2 separate regions of the Sus scrofa genome follow, and region 1 is linked to region 2. A link is a contact called in public HiChIP or PLAC-seq data. All regions are on one chromosome and are shown on one strand. The core of a region is the stretch at or near the end of the contact, and the rest is flanking DNA. Distances in the headings are between cores, read along the strand shown. Region 1 has its middle 45 kb from the start of TYRO3. Region 2 overlaps MAPKBP1 (mitogen-activated protein kinase-binding protein 1).

Region 1 (6,628 bases), core at 2,468-4,967, 230 kb after region 2:
ATGAAAACAACCTAAATGTCCATGGACAGATGAATGGATAAAGAAGATGTGGTGCATATATGCAGTGGAATACTCCCCAACCATAAAAAGAATGAAATAGTGCCCTTTGTAGCAACATGGATGGACTTAGAGATTATTATACTAAGTGAAGACGGTCAGAAAGAGAACGACAAATACCATATAATACCACATATGTGGAATCTAATACATGACACAAATGGGAGTTCCCAGGTGACCTAACAGGTTAAGGATTCAGTGTTGTCACTGCTGCAGTTCTGGTTACTGCTGTGGGTCGGATTCAGTCCCTGGCCCAGGAACTTCCACATGGCATGAGTGTGGCCAAAAATAAGTAAATACTTCAATTAATTAATTAAAATATCACGCAAATGAACTTATCTATGAAAAGAAACAGACTCACAGACATAGAGAACAGAATTGTGGTTGTCAAGGCGAAGGGGCATGGGGAGTGATGGACTGGGAGGTTGGGGTTAGGAGATGCAAACTATTATATACAGAATGGATAAATAACAGGCTCCTACTGTATAGCACAGAGAAGTATATTAGGTATCCTGTGATAAACCATAGTGGAAAAGAATATGAAAAAGAGTATACATGTATCTACCTATAACTGAATCACTTAGCTGTACAGCAGAAGTTAACACAACATTGTATATCAACTATACTTCAGTAAAATAAAAATTTTTTAAGATGAAGATTAAAAGGAGTTCCCGTTGTGGCTCAGTGGTTAATGAATCCGACTAGGAACCATGAGGTTGCAGTTCAATCCCTGGCCTTGCTCAGTGGGTTAAGGGATCCGGCGTTGCCGTGAGCTGTGGTGTAGGTCGAAGACGAGGCTCGGATCTCGCTTTGCTGTGACTCTGGCATAGGCTGGCAGCTGTAGCTCCGATTGGACCCCTAGCCTGGGAACCTCCATATGCCGCTGGAAGCGGCACTAGAAAAGACTGAAAAAAAAAAAAAAAAAAGTCAGACAGGCCATAGCACCATCAAGAAACTAAAATAAGGCTAGCGTGGCCAAAACACAGAATGAGAGCAAGTGTGATGCCTGAGGAGTGACATTGGAGAGGTGAGTACAAAGAACAATGCAGGAGCCACACTTAGAGAAAGAACTGTAAAGCACAAGACCCAAAGGAGACGGAAGAGTAAGAGGACAGAGATAGATCAAGAAGTTGCATAGTGAACGTCCCTCTATGCCCGCAACCAAGGAGAGTAGAGGAAAAGAAATGAAACCCATAAAGGCAGAGAGGCCACAGGGAGGGAGAGGCAGCACGACAGACTTGCACCTATAGGCCAAGAGAGGAGATGCCTCAGAGCAGATAATTGACCATGGCAAAGAGGCTAAAGAGGACAGAAATCAAGAAAAGTCCTTTGAGGAATTCCTGTTGTGGCTTAGTGGTAACGAATCCGACTAGGATCCATGAGGATGCGGGTTTGATCCCTGGCCTTGCTCAGAGGGTTAAGGATCTGGGGTTGCCATGAGCTGTGGTGTAGGCCAGCAGCTGTAGCTGCTATTTGACCCCTAGCCTGGGAGCTTCCACATGCTGCATGTGCAGCCCTAAAAAAAAAAAAAAAAAAAAAAAAAAAAAATAGAGAAGTCTTTTAAATTTGGAGATGGATGACCACAGACACAGCCATGTGAGAGTGGGGGTTGGGGGAAGGAGCCAGATGGCAGAGGAATAATGAGAGAGTGAGTCATAGACATGGAGGCACACAGTATTTGGCAGTGAAAAGAGGAAGAAAACGGGACAGTAGCTTAAAGAGATGGGGGTCATATGGAGGGAGGCCTTTTTCAAAATAGGAGAGACCTGAGTGTGTTTGAGGATAAGAAAAAGCAATCAATTTAAACTGTGAGGAAGAAAATACATTCAAAAAGTTCCCTTGAGATAAGAGAGAATGGCATCAAGACAGAGGTGGTGAACACGGACTTAAGAAATAAGACAAGTCTCTTACTCTGAGGTGGGGGAGGGATAATGACAGAGGTTTTTTTTTAGGTGGAGAGGAGTTTGGGTAATGGATTTCATGTCATTGGCCTCCGTGTTCTCAGTAATATTAAGAGCTAATATTTAGTAGGCATTTGCTATAGTACTGGCCTAAACGACTCTTATAAATTAACTCATTCCATCCTCACAACCACCTCATAAGGTAGGTGCTGTGGTTATCCCCATTTTACAATGAAGGAAACAGAGTCGCTGAGAAGTGAAATAACTTCACTGAGTCCCACAGGTATGAACAACAGAGGTCTTATCTCTACCTGTGAGGTAGAAGGGAGGGAGGGGATTTGCCAAGACTGAAAGAGGAAGTGGTGAGGAAGGAAGGAGAAAGGGGGATGGGGAACTTGAAGAACATTAAGAACGTTTAGACTAGTCAAAGTGAAATGTATGGTACTGAGGGTGCAATTCAAGTGAGACCTCTTCCAGGGGAGAAGTGCCCTCTTCCCCCACATAAAAAACTCTCAGATGGAGGATTCCACAATTAAGAATCACTCAGTTTTAGGTGGTTCAGCCCCTCCTTTCAAGTTCCTCAGCTCTGGGTCTGCCCAATGGGCAGGATTCTCCTAGTAAAGCTGAAGATGGCAGAGATTTATTCTGACTGACCACACACCTGCATAACTTTACTGAACCCTATAAAACGTATGTTTTATATCGGTGTGGAATGGGCATCTCAGTAGGCCCTACATTCCAAGGAAGATTTTCTAACTTACAGTGCGTTCAAGAGAAACAGAATATCTTGCTGAGGTTGTTTCTGTAGCCCTTACCACAGGTAACAAACCTGCTTTTCCAAAAGCAGATTCGAATTTGCTAAAAACTTTTTATATGCTTCCATAATTATTTACATCACCAAGGGAACAGAAGAATTTACAAGAAGCCAAACTGTCTCTATTCTCTTCCTCAAATGTCAGTGGTAATGTTGGCAAAGATTCTTAGCAGAGTGAGAACAGAAAAGCAGCAGTACTAAAAAGCCAAAAACCTCCTCATATAGACACATCAATCAAAAAATGCCACGGCCCAAATTTTATCTCACAAAAAGGCAAATTGGATTTAGAATAGTTATCAGGCAAATCTGCATCACTAGTATTACTTCCTCCAGCAATATGCATTAGTATATTTTCACCTCAAAATATTGTGAGGAACACCCAACTTCCTAATTACAATTCTCTTGAAGTAGCAACATTCACACAATTCAGTATTCTAGCTCACATGCACCGGTAAAGCTGGATTGCTGAGGTTTCATGACTCGAAAAGGATAAATACTGGCACACATGCTTGGCAAGTGAAGCAGCCTGGATATACCGCTAGACAACCAATTGAGAATCAGACTCAGAAAGATGTAGAGATCCATTGTTCCTAAAATGTGAACAAGGAGCAAACACAACACAGAATGGAACCGGGCTTAAGAATGTGTCATGTGAATCCGCCTACAGACAACTCTGGGAGCTGTTCCTGAAATGGGAGGAGGCTGTCATCACCTCTCCCTCAGTAGCACCATGTGTCACAGAAATCATTTTCGTTTTGGAAGTGCATTTGGATATGCTGTCTGCCTTCCCTCATTATCCTCCTCCCCGCTCTGGGAAACAGACTTGATGCTCGCTAACCTCTGCTTATGCCGACGGGGGAAGGAGGTGGGAGGAGTCTTACGATCCCCTCCAAAGCAGGGCCTCCAGCTCCACAGAGGCGGGCGTGCTCTCTGACTCCTCCTGGTGGATATGGAGGGAAGACATTCCTTACAGTGAGGAAGGAGGAAGGAGAACTAAACTGGGCAGTTGGGAGACCTCCAGGGAAGGTCAGTTCAGAAGGACTGATGGATAAGTTTGACCTGCGTCTTCATTCTTTGTGGCCAGTCCTGAGAGGAGTGCTGAATATCAACATCTACTCCTTTCCTGGAAGAGAAGCCCAGTTTTTCTAAGCACACTGTGTAAAGGCTGGGAAAGATCAGCCATGTCTGCACTACAGCTGACTTGAGTTTAGACAGTCAAAGCCAGGCGATCCCGTCATGGCGCAGCAGAAACAAATCTGACTAGGAACCATGAAATTGCGGGTTTGATCCCTGCCCTCGCTCAGCGGGTTAAGGATCTGGCGCTGCTGTGACTGTGGTGTAGGTCAGAGGCTACAGGTCCAATTAGACCCCTAGCCTGGGAACCTCCATATGCCGCAGGTGTGGTCCTGAAAAGACAAAAAGACCAAAAAAAAAAAAAAAAAAAGACAGTCGAAGCCATTACCTGAACAGCAAAACATTGTGCAGCCAGTCCTTGGGGCTCCACACACAGGAGCAAGTAATCTCTTATAACAGAAGGAGGTCATCTTCTAATTACTATTTCTAATCAGAGCTAGATATCATGCATCCACACGCACAAGGAAATCACAGATTGAGGATAACTTGTGATCATGCCAACTGACCTTAAGCTATCTGCAAGTCTTTTCAAGATTTCATACAGTCTCACCAAGATCCTGCCTCTCCTAACAGAACATGAAACCTACAGATTCTAAAAGTCTATCTTTCTGATAGGATGGAGTCGGCACAGGTAGTTTTAGAAGTTCCAATAAAGGACCATAGATAAGGGGACATTGGAAGATCACTGTAAGTTATTTGGGTTTTGGGGTTTGTTTGTTTGTTTTGCTTTTCAGGGCTGCATCTGTGGCATATGGAGGTTCCCAGTCTGTGGTGTACAGCTGCTGGCCTACACCACAGCCACAGAAAAGCAGGACCTGAGCCGCATCTGCGACCTACACCACAACTCATGGCAACGCCAGATCTTTAACTCACTGAGTGAGGCCAGGGATCAAACCCGCAACCTCATGGTTCCTAGTCGGATTCGTTTCTGCTGCCCCACATCGGGAACTCCTGATCACTGTAAGTTAATGACTGCTCAAGGAAGCCATCAGCACAGGCAGGCTTGCTTGATTAATGGAGGTGTGAGAAATGCCTCATTTTGTTAGGTGGGGGATGGGATGAGGCCTGCATTCAGCTTCAGACCAAGGGCAGGAGTTTGAGGACGGTCTTCTGCTAATTTGAATACACACCTCACCTGATACCAAGGAGGAGCTACTACTCCCAGAAAGGAAGAGGTAGTCTTTTCTGACCCCCACTCCCCTTGGATGATAAAACTGTAGCCCACTGGATCCTGGGGGCAGAGCTTCCACGCCTGCCCACTTGCTTCTCTCACAAGCGTCCTATCTTAATAAATCTATTTCTTGCCTATTACTTTGTCTCTCCCTGAATTCCTTCTGCACGGAGACATGAAGAACCTGAACCTCAGTGACTCCAGACACAGGGTAAGTGATTCTAATTTAAAACTGTGGGTTCAAGTCCCAATCTGGGTTTTGGCTGGGTTGAGTCAATTCAAGTCCCAGCTCATGTTCTGGTTAGCTTCAGGCCGTTAGTGCTGTCAGTTTCATTTCGCCCACTCCTTTTGCTCCTTGAACAGACTACAATCCTCCTCTTGAGTTTTAAGTCGTGTTTCACTCCCTCATTGTCACTGCTTATCTACATAGGTTTTTTTTGTTTGCTTGTTTGTTTGTTTGTTTGTCTTTTTAGGGCAAGACCAGTGGCATATGGATGTTCCCAGGCTAGGGGTCAAATAGGAGCTACAGCTGCCAGCCTATATCACAGCAACACCAGATCCAAGCCACATCTGCAACCTAAGACACAGCTTGTGGCAACACTGGTTCCCTAACCTACTGAGCAAGGCCAGGGATTGAACCTTGTAATCATGGTTACTAGTCGGTATCGTTACCACTGAGCCACGATGGGAACTGCTCTAGATAGATTTTTGATCTTTACATCTCTACCAGAGAGCAGCTTTTATTTTCTTATTCACCTTTCCTGTTTCCCTCTCCTACTGGTTTAGCGTTATCTCACTATAATCTCTTGCTCTTCCATTATTTATTCCTATAGCATTTTCAAGTTCATCCCCCTACACACACACATACACACTCTCTCTCTCTCAGTATTTATGTAGGGTCCAGATGTTCTAGGCCCAAGTAAACTTACTCTAAATATGCAGAGCCTTATTCTAAATAGATATGTAGGACTTCCCATCGTGGCGCAGCAGAAATGAATCCAACTAGGAACCATGAGGTTTCAGGTTCGATCCCTGGCCTTGCTCAGTGGGTTAAGGATCCAGCATTGCCGTGAGCTGTGATGTAAGTCACAGATGTGGCTCAGATCTGGGGTTGCTGTGGCTGTGAAGTAGGCCAGCGGCTACAGCTCCAATTTGACCCCTAGCCCAGGAACCTCCATATGCTGCGGGTGTGGTCCTCAAAAGACAAAAAATATATATATATATGTAGACTTATTCTAAATAGATATGTAGAGATTTATTCTAAATAGATATGCAGAATCTATAGCTCTTAGGGAATTTGGTCCTGGAATACCTGCTTAACTGAATGAAGGGAGAACAAAAGTGTGAGCTGTGAATATTGGAGGGGGATCACTGCCCATAGAGCAGAAAATAAGACCCATTGAAAGGACAGACTTCATGTCAATCCAGTGATCCAGCAGTTGTTTTCCAAGTTCTCATCAACATTTCCTGCTGGCCCAGGGTTTGGGAAATTCTGAAATCATACAAATAAGACCATTCCTGACAGTCATAGTGAGGGACGGAGAAAGCTTG
Region 2 (5,998 bases), core at 672-3,171:
CAACAACCCCCTTCCCTGGACAGGTGCAGGCCTGCTGCCATTATCAAGAGCCCAGCATTCCCACTGGATCCACCTCCTACAACCCTCCATCTCTCAGAGAGCAGGAACAAATGAAACCTGGGAGGAGCAATGAATGCAGAAGCACACATAGGGAGCAGGAGCAGGACACAGAAGGTCTGAGCAGCGACCCTGCACCTGGGAATTTCTTCTTTCAGACCAAGTAAAATCAGGTGACTGACAGAGGCACACCAAAGTCCTTCAAGTCTCCCTAGAGTCCCATTTAACAGTATAACCCCACATCCCTACACTCCCTAGTCCCTTTCACTGCTTATGGCTTATACTTTTTCCAAAGCATGTATCAGTTTGTAATAGTCCATATAATTTACTTTGTGGGGAGGCAAGAGGATCTATCTTCATCACGAGACTGCCAGCTCTGTGTCAATGGTATTTGTTTATTTTGCTTATTAGAAAATGGGCACTAAATAAGTATTCGTGAATAAATCTTTAAGTCACTAGCTACCAGATCTCAAAGCCCTGACTCACAAGGAACCGCCTGAGTAGCAGGCCTCAGGGGAGCTTCCCAACCTAGACCTTCAGGACTCACTGATGCGCAAAGGCAGTGTGATGATGGAAAGAAAAAGAAAACTGGGGTCAGGCAGACCTGTCTGCTAACTTTGTGATTTGGGCATATCCTTTAACTTCTCTGAACCTCAGTTTCCTCATGTGGAAAACAGAAATAAAAATACCTATGCCAAAACAAAAAACAAAAAAAAAACCTATGCCGTAGAATTGTTGTGCAAACTAAAAAAGTCATATGCAAAGCGACCAGCATGGTGCTCCTGGCCATCTTCTCGAAGGGTTCTCTGGGGCACCAATCGCAAGGAAAGAGCAATCAGGGGGGTCAGCAGTTGCTGCAGGCACACCAACTATGGTTCCCACACAGGACTTGCTGGACACTAGTGACTCATTAGGGTCCTCACCCTGGTACGGAATTACAAACCATCCCTTCACATTCACTCCCAAAGGGGAAGTCTTATAGCTTTAATTCTTCTAAGAGATAAAAAGAGTCTAGGGTGTTTCCTAGGGCATCCTTGGTTGTGGTCCTCTTTAGGTACCCAGAATCTAATGCCTTCCAAATAAGTAACCTTCTGAGGCCAGCCCATGAGACCCACTGGCATCTCTGTTTCTCCGATGTTTTATGAGACCACTCCCCCCACAGGTGTGAGAAAAGACTTGGTGGTAAAAACCCAGTGAATAATATGGTCATGGTGTAGAGCTACCAGTACGCCTCTCTCTGCCCAGGGGATTCTAAACGCATCCCCTTCCGGGACAAGAGGGGGGCTCTCTGTGAGCTGCAAGACTTATAAGCCAAGTCCCAAAGGCAGGGACTGAGTCCCCTTCCTCACACCCACTGGCCACCATGGCTGCTGTCAAACAAGTGAACTGGGTCCTTCTTTCTTTGGGACCTTTGCAATTGAGGTCTCCAACATCTGGAAGCATGGATCTTCACACACATGGCCAGACACTTTTCCATAGATTCCTCTTTGCCATTCAGATAGCAGCTCAAATGTTACCTCCCACGGAGCCCTGACCACAGGTCTTAAAGTAGTCCCACCCCTACCCACTCTCAGGGACCTACTCGCTCTCCTTTTTACTTTCTTTGCAACACTTACCGCTCTCTGATACTATCTTGCTCATTTGTTTGTTTATATGCTTAGTGTCTGTTTACCTTCCTTGATCTTAAACCCCACAAAAGCACTGACACGGTCTTACTGCTATATATCCTGTGGCTGGAACAGTGCTTGGCCCAGAGCAGGTTTTCAACAAGAATCGGCCAAACAAATGAATGACTACTGATGAACAAGCACTTTGTGAGTGACCTCATATATGATTCACAGCCATCAGGGCACCAAGTCCACACATCCTCTTTCCTTAGGCCTGCCAGTCTCTCCACAACTCTACATACTCCCTGGCAACCCCTGCACAGTGTTTGCCACAGAGAGGAAGAAGGTAGCTGTGTGCTCCTTCAGCTCAGATGTCACTGGAACACAGACAGTCCAGGGGGAGTCTGTGGCTTCACACATAGTTCAAAGCTTTGGAGCTGGGGCTCTCAGCATAAATTCCCATACACGCTGAGTAAATGGAGGGCCTTCTCAGGAGAACTAGGTTTTCCCTCCTCCTCCGTACTTAAACCAACCAAGAGTCTCCCCTTGGCTGCTGAGTAAGGCCAGACACTTTTCCAGGACACCTCCCACTCTAGTAGCTGCCCTGCATGAGGCCCTGCACTCTGGCATCAAGGGTCAGGAGAAACCCATCCTGTGCACTGATTCTACAGCGGCAACAGGGGCTGTGCTGGGCTCTGAAGGCCCCGAACCCTCTACCAAGCCAGCAAGGGAAGGGGCCCGAGTCAATTATGGGGTGTTCAACTAGACTGAGAGGCTCAAAGAAGCTATCTGGGGACTGGCTTGGCCTCCTAGGGCAGGGGGGCTTAAAATGTGACAGGTGAAGTGTGGGCTTCCTGTGGGAAAGATAAGAGCAAAGGGAGTGCTCCCCAGAAGAGACCCAGGGGCCACTGAAACTTGAGGGGTCTCCACCCAGAGACTTTAACCCACCTCTGCCTGACATACGTCCCCTCCACCCAACCCTCCCTGAGCTGTTTCATTTCCTTTCAGAAAACTTTGTTTTGGTTTGATATTTGCCTCTAGGCCTCTGGGAGAATTTTCTGAGCTTTGTTTCTCTTCTTGTTTCTAGGATACCTGAGCTGCTCCTAGAGCAACAAGCGCAGTAGGAACTAGAGAGTGGGGGATGGAGGTAGGGTTAGGATCACCAGATAGGAAGAGAAGGAAGGGGGGAGGGAAAGAGCCTGCCTGACTCACACAGGCTTTGGTGGCCCCCAGATACTCAGCGGCACACATCAGGGAGCTGGAGCACAGGGCAAAACTGAAACACTCAGAAAAAGGCCATTTACAAGGAGAGCACTCAAAGTTCTAGAAAATGAAAAGGTCAGGGGGTAGATCAGGGCACTGCCCAGGGCTGGCCCAAGCCAAACACGCAAGAAACCTACTAAAGGTGACAACAGGGAAGCTTCCACACACCACCTGGAAGGACAGTGACTCCCAGGTACACATGCCAGGCTGGGACCTGCCCATAAACAGAAGCACACACCCTTCCTTAAAGGCACTAGGCCTGGGTTGGAGCGAAGGGCTCTGTGCCCCTCAGGGCTCAGGCAGCAAGGAGCAGCAGGCCTTTCCTGCTCGCCCCACATCCAGCCCCAGCCCCACCTCCAACAAGAAGGAACCTGGCTTTCCCAGGCCAAGGCAGGCACGAGTGGAATTCCCCAGAGGCAGACTGCACAGGGTAGCCAGCAACAGAGACGGCTCATCAACCTCCTTCTGGAAGGGGAAAAGGAGGCCAGCTCAGCCTCTGCCAGAGGAAGTCTGTGCTGCTCCCACAGTTCCCCACCACGGACATCAAATGCCAAAGGGCCACGTAGAAGGGACAGAGCCCAGATCCCGGGGGCAGAACTCTCCCTGACCTAGGCTGAGCTGCCTGTAAATTGGCCTCTTCTCCTTCAAAAGGCAGGTTAAGAGCTTAGGGGGAAAGCAGCTTTTAAAAATAAGTAGAAAGTCTGGTCTTCCCCACCTCGTGCCATTTTTATGAGTAAGAGCTCTGCACTCAGACTCCTTGGGTCGGAATCTCAATACAGAAACACACTAGCTGTGTGACCTGGGACAAACTGCTAATTTTTTTTTTTTTTTAAGGCCACACCCACGGCATATGGAGGCTCCCAGGCTAGGTGTCGAATCAGAGCTACAGTTGCCAGCCTATGCCACAGCCACAGCAATGCGGGACCCAAGCCACATCTGCAACCTACACCACAGCTCAAGGCAACACTAGATCCCGGATGCAACAAGCGAGGCCAGGGATGGAACCCAAATCCTCATGGATACTAGTCAGATTCGTTTCCTCTGTGCCACAGTGGGAACTCCTGGTTAACCTCTTTGAATCTTAGTTTCCTTCCCTAAAACATGGGATGATAACAGTACCAGCTTGGCCTCACAGGGTTGCTCTGAGTATTAAATAAAATAACTCCTGTAAAGTGCTTAACAAAGTGCCCGACACAGAAAAATTCTTCATAAAGGCAGCTTTTTTCGACAGGGTAATAAAACTGAAAAAAAAAAAAAATCACATAACCGATACAAAAAACTACAAGAGTTGCTGTGGAAATCACACTGGGGAACTTGGCATTCCCCAGTTGATGGTGGGGAAAGAGGCAGAGCAGCGGCCTGCCCATTTTCACGTTCCTGTGCCCAGCGGCACGGAAGAAAGGATGACAGAGAGAAGCAAAAGCAGGAGAGGCCCCAAGCCTCCAAAAGAAACACTTCAGCAGAAGCTTAAAGCAGCTACAGTTGTGGGTTTCTCATCTGTAGGAGCAGAGGAGTGAAAAGGAGCAAGGGAAAGAAGAACACCAGCCCCAGACTCCTACCTGTCTCCCACCTCAGTGACACCTCTCCAAGTGACCAGAGCAGACAAATGTTCAGAGCAGTATTATTCATAATAATAATAATTCCCCAAAGTGGAAACAACCCAAATGGCCACCAGCCAATGATAGCTAAAATGTTGTGTATTGACATAATGGAAGGTTACTCGGCCATAAAAAATAATGAAGTACTGATACCCAGTACGACATATATTGAACCTTGAAGACACTATGCTAAGTGACAAGCTACTCACAAAAAAATATGATTCCATTTATATAAAATGTCCAGAATAGGCAAATCGATAGTGACAGAAAGTAGATTAATGGCTGCCCAAGGCTGGGGGTCTTGGGGGGAAATAGAGAGTGTTGATGGGTATGCAGTTTTTTTAGCGGTGATGAAAATGTTCTAAAATTGACTACAGTAATGGCTGCACAACTCTGGATATATTAAAAACCACTGAACTGTACGTATTAAATGGGCGAATTTTGTGATATGTGAATTACAGCTCAATAAATCTGTTTTTAAAAATGACTAAAAGGTAGATATTAAAGACATTGAAGATGGTGCTGGGAGCTGTGGGTGGCCAAAACGCAGGAAGGATGGCAACAAAGAGTCAACAACCATCAACGAAGAGTCTTTACCTGGCCCTGTGTATCTCCTTTATAAAAATGGCACCAAATCTTAACTTGGAGGTATCTGCCCACCCCAACTGGTTTAGCATAGCTATAAATACCCGAGCAATAAAAAAAAAAACCTCTTCCAAGGCACTTACCCAGCTGGGTAGGCAACTAAGCCCGATCGGGGGTCACAAGCAAGTCCTCTGCCTCCAGACACGGTTATTCCAAGCACCTTCTCCAAGGTCACCTGTTTGACCAAGACAGAGAAGTGTTATATATGGACAGAGTGGGGTTGGGAAGGAGGTACTGAAGGTACCCAGGATCTTCTGCTCTGCTGATTGCTTTCCTGATGGCCTTGTCTCCTGGAGAATGACTTGTTCAGATTCTGATCTGTCCATGGGTTCCCTGATCACATGGAAAAAAGCCAGTGTACATTTTGGCTTTTAACAGTGATCAAACTGCTAGGTCCATGGAAAAGAAAATGAAGTGGTTAAAACTCAGCTCATGGTCAGAGAGGAACAAGTACTCCTCCAATCCAGGACGGCTCCATTGAGAAGATAAAGTCTTAGGAGTTTGACACAGACTGGCCTCTGGGGTCTGTGAGACTCGGGGGAGGTCACTGAGTTTCGTGCCTTGGCAGGCATGAAGGAAAGGCCGCTGTGATCTCCAAGAGCCAGAACAACGTTAGGTATCAATTAGGTGACTCATAATATCCCTGATCTTTACATTCCACCACGTTCTTCCCCTCCATCGGAGGGCTCCACCTCCCCACCAGATGTCTGCTTAATGCTGTGTTTTGCAAAGCACAGATGCTCAGAGTACTCTAATTATTATTATTAAGCCACGACTCCCAGAGAGATGAAAGGGAAATACACGTAAAGTGCTCAGGGGCCTGTAAAG

What was found. HiChIP or PLAC-seq counts read pairs in DNA pulled down with a chosen protein or histone mark.
Region 1: an H3K27ac HiChIP or PLAC-seq map of alveolar macrophages shows a contact between it and region 2. The contact joins two enhancer-like sites. A contact is called at or near these places in 9 of 47 Hi-C or Micro-C datasets (embryonic fibroblasts, fetal skeletal muscle, mesenteric adipose tissue and 4 more) and 1 of 2 datasets of contacts at active chromatin or transcription factors (alveolar macrophages).

The regions. Positions count from the first base shown.
Region 1 is chr1:129,780,599-129,787,226 of Sscrofa11.1, forward strand. No RefSeq gene overlaps it. Among named protein-coding and RNA genes, the nearest start is that of TYRO3, 45 kb to the right of the region's middle. Within about 2 kb of position 3,718, at least 28 of the 83 cell types and tissues checked have an H3K27ac peak or open chromatin away from gene starts, as enhancers often do. A contact at or near this core is called in alveolar macrophages and retroperitoneal adipose tissue, where this site is marked.
Region 2 is chr1:129,556,605-129,562,602 of Sscrofa11.1, forward strand. MAPKBP1 (mitogen-activated protein kinase-binding protein 1) reads right to left here. Exons shown (of 32, transcript XM_021097365.1): 3 at 5,254-5,345. Among named protein-coding and RNA genes, the nearest start is that of JMJD7, 26 kb to the left of the region's middle. Within about 2 kb of position 1,922, at least 30 of the 83 cell types and tissues checked have an H3K27ac peak or open chromatin away from gene starts, as enhancers often do. A contact at or near this core is called in alveolar macrophages and retroperitoneal adipose tissue, where this site is marked.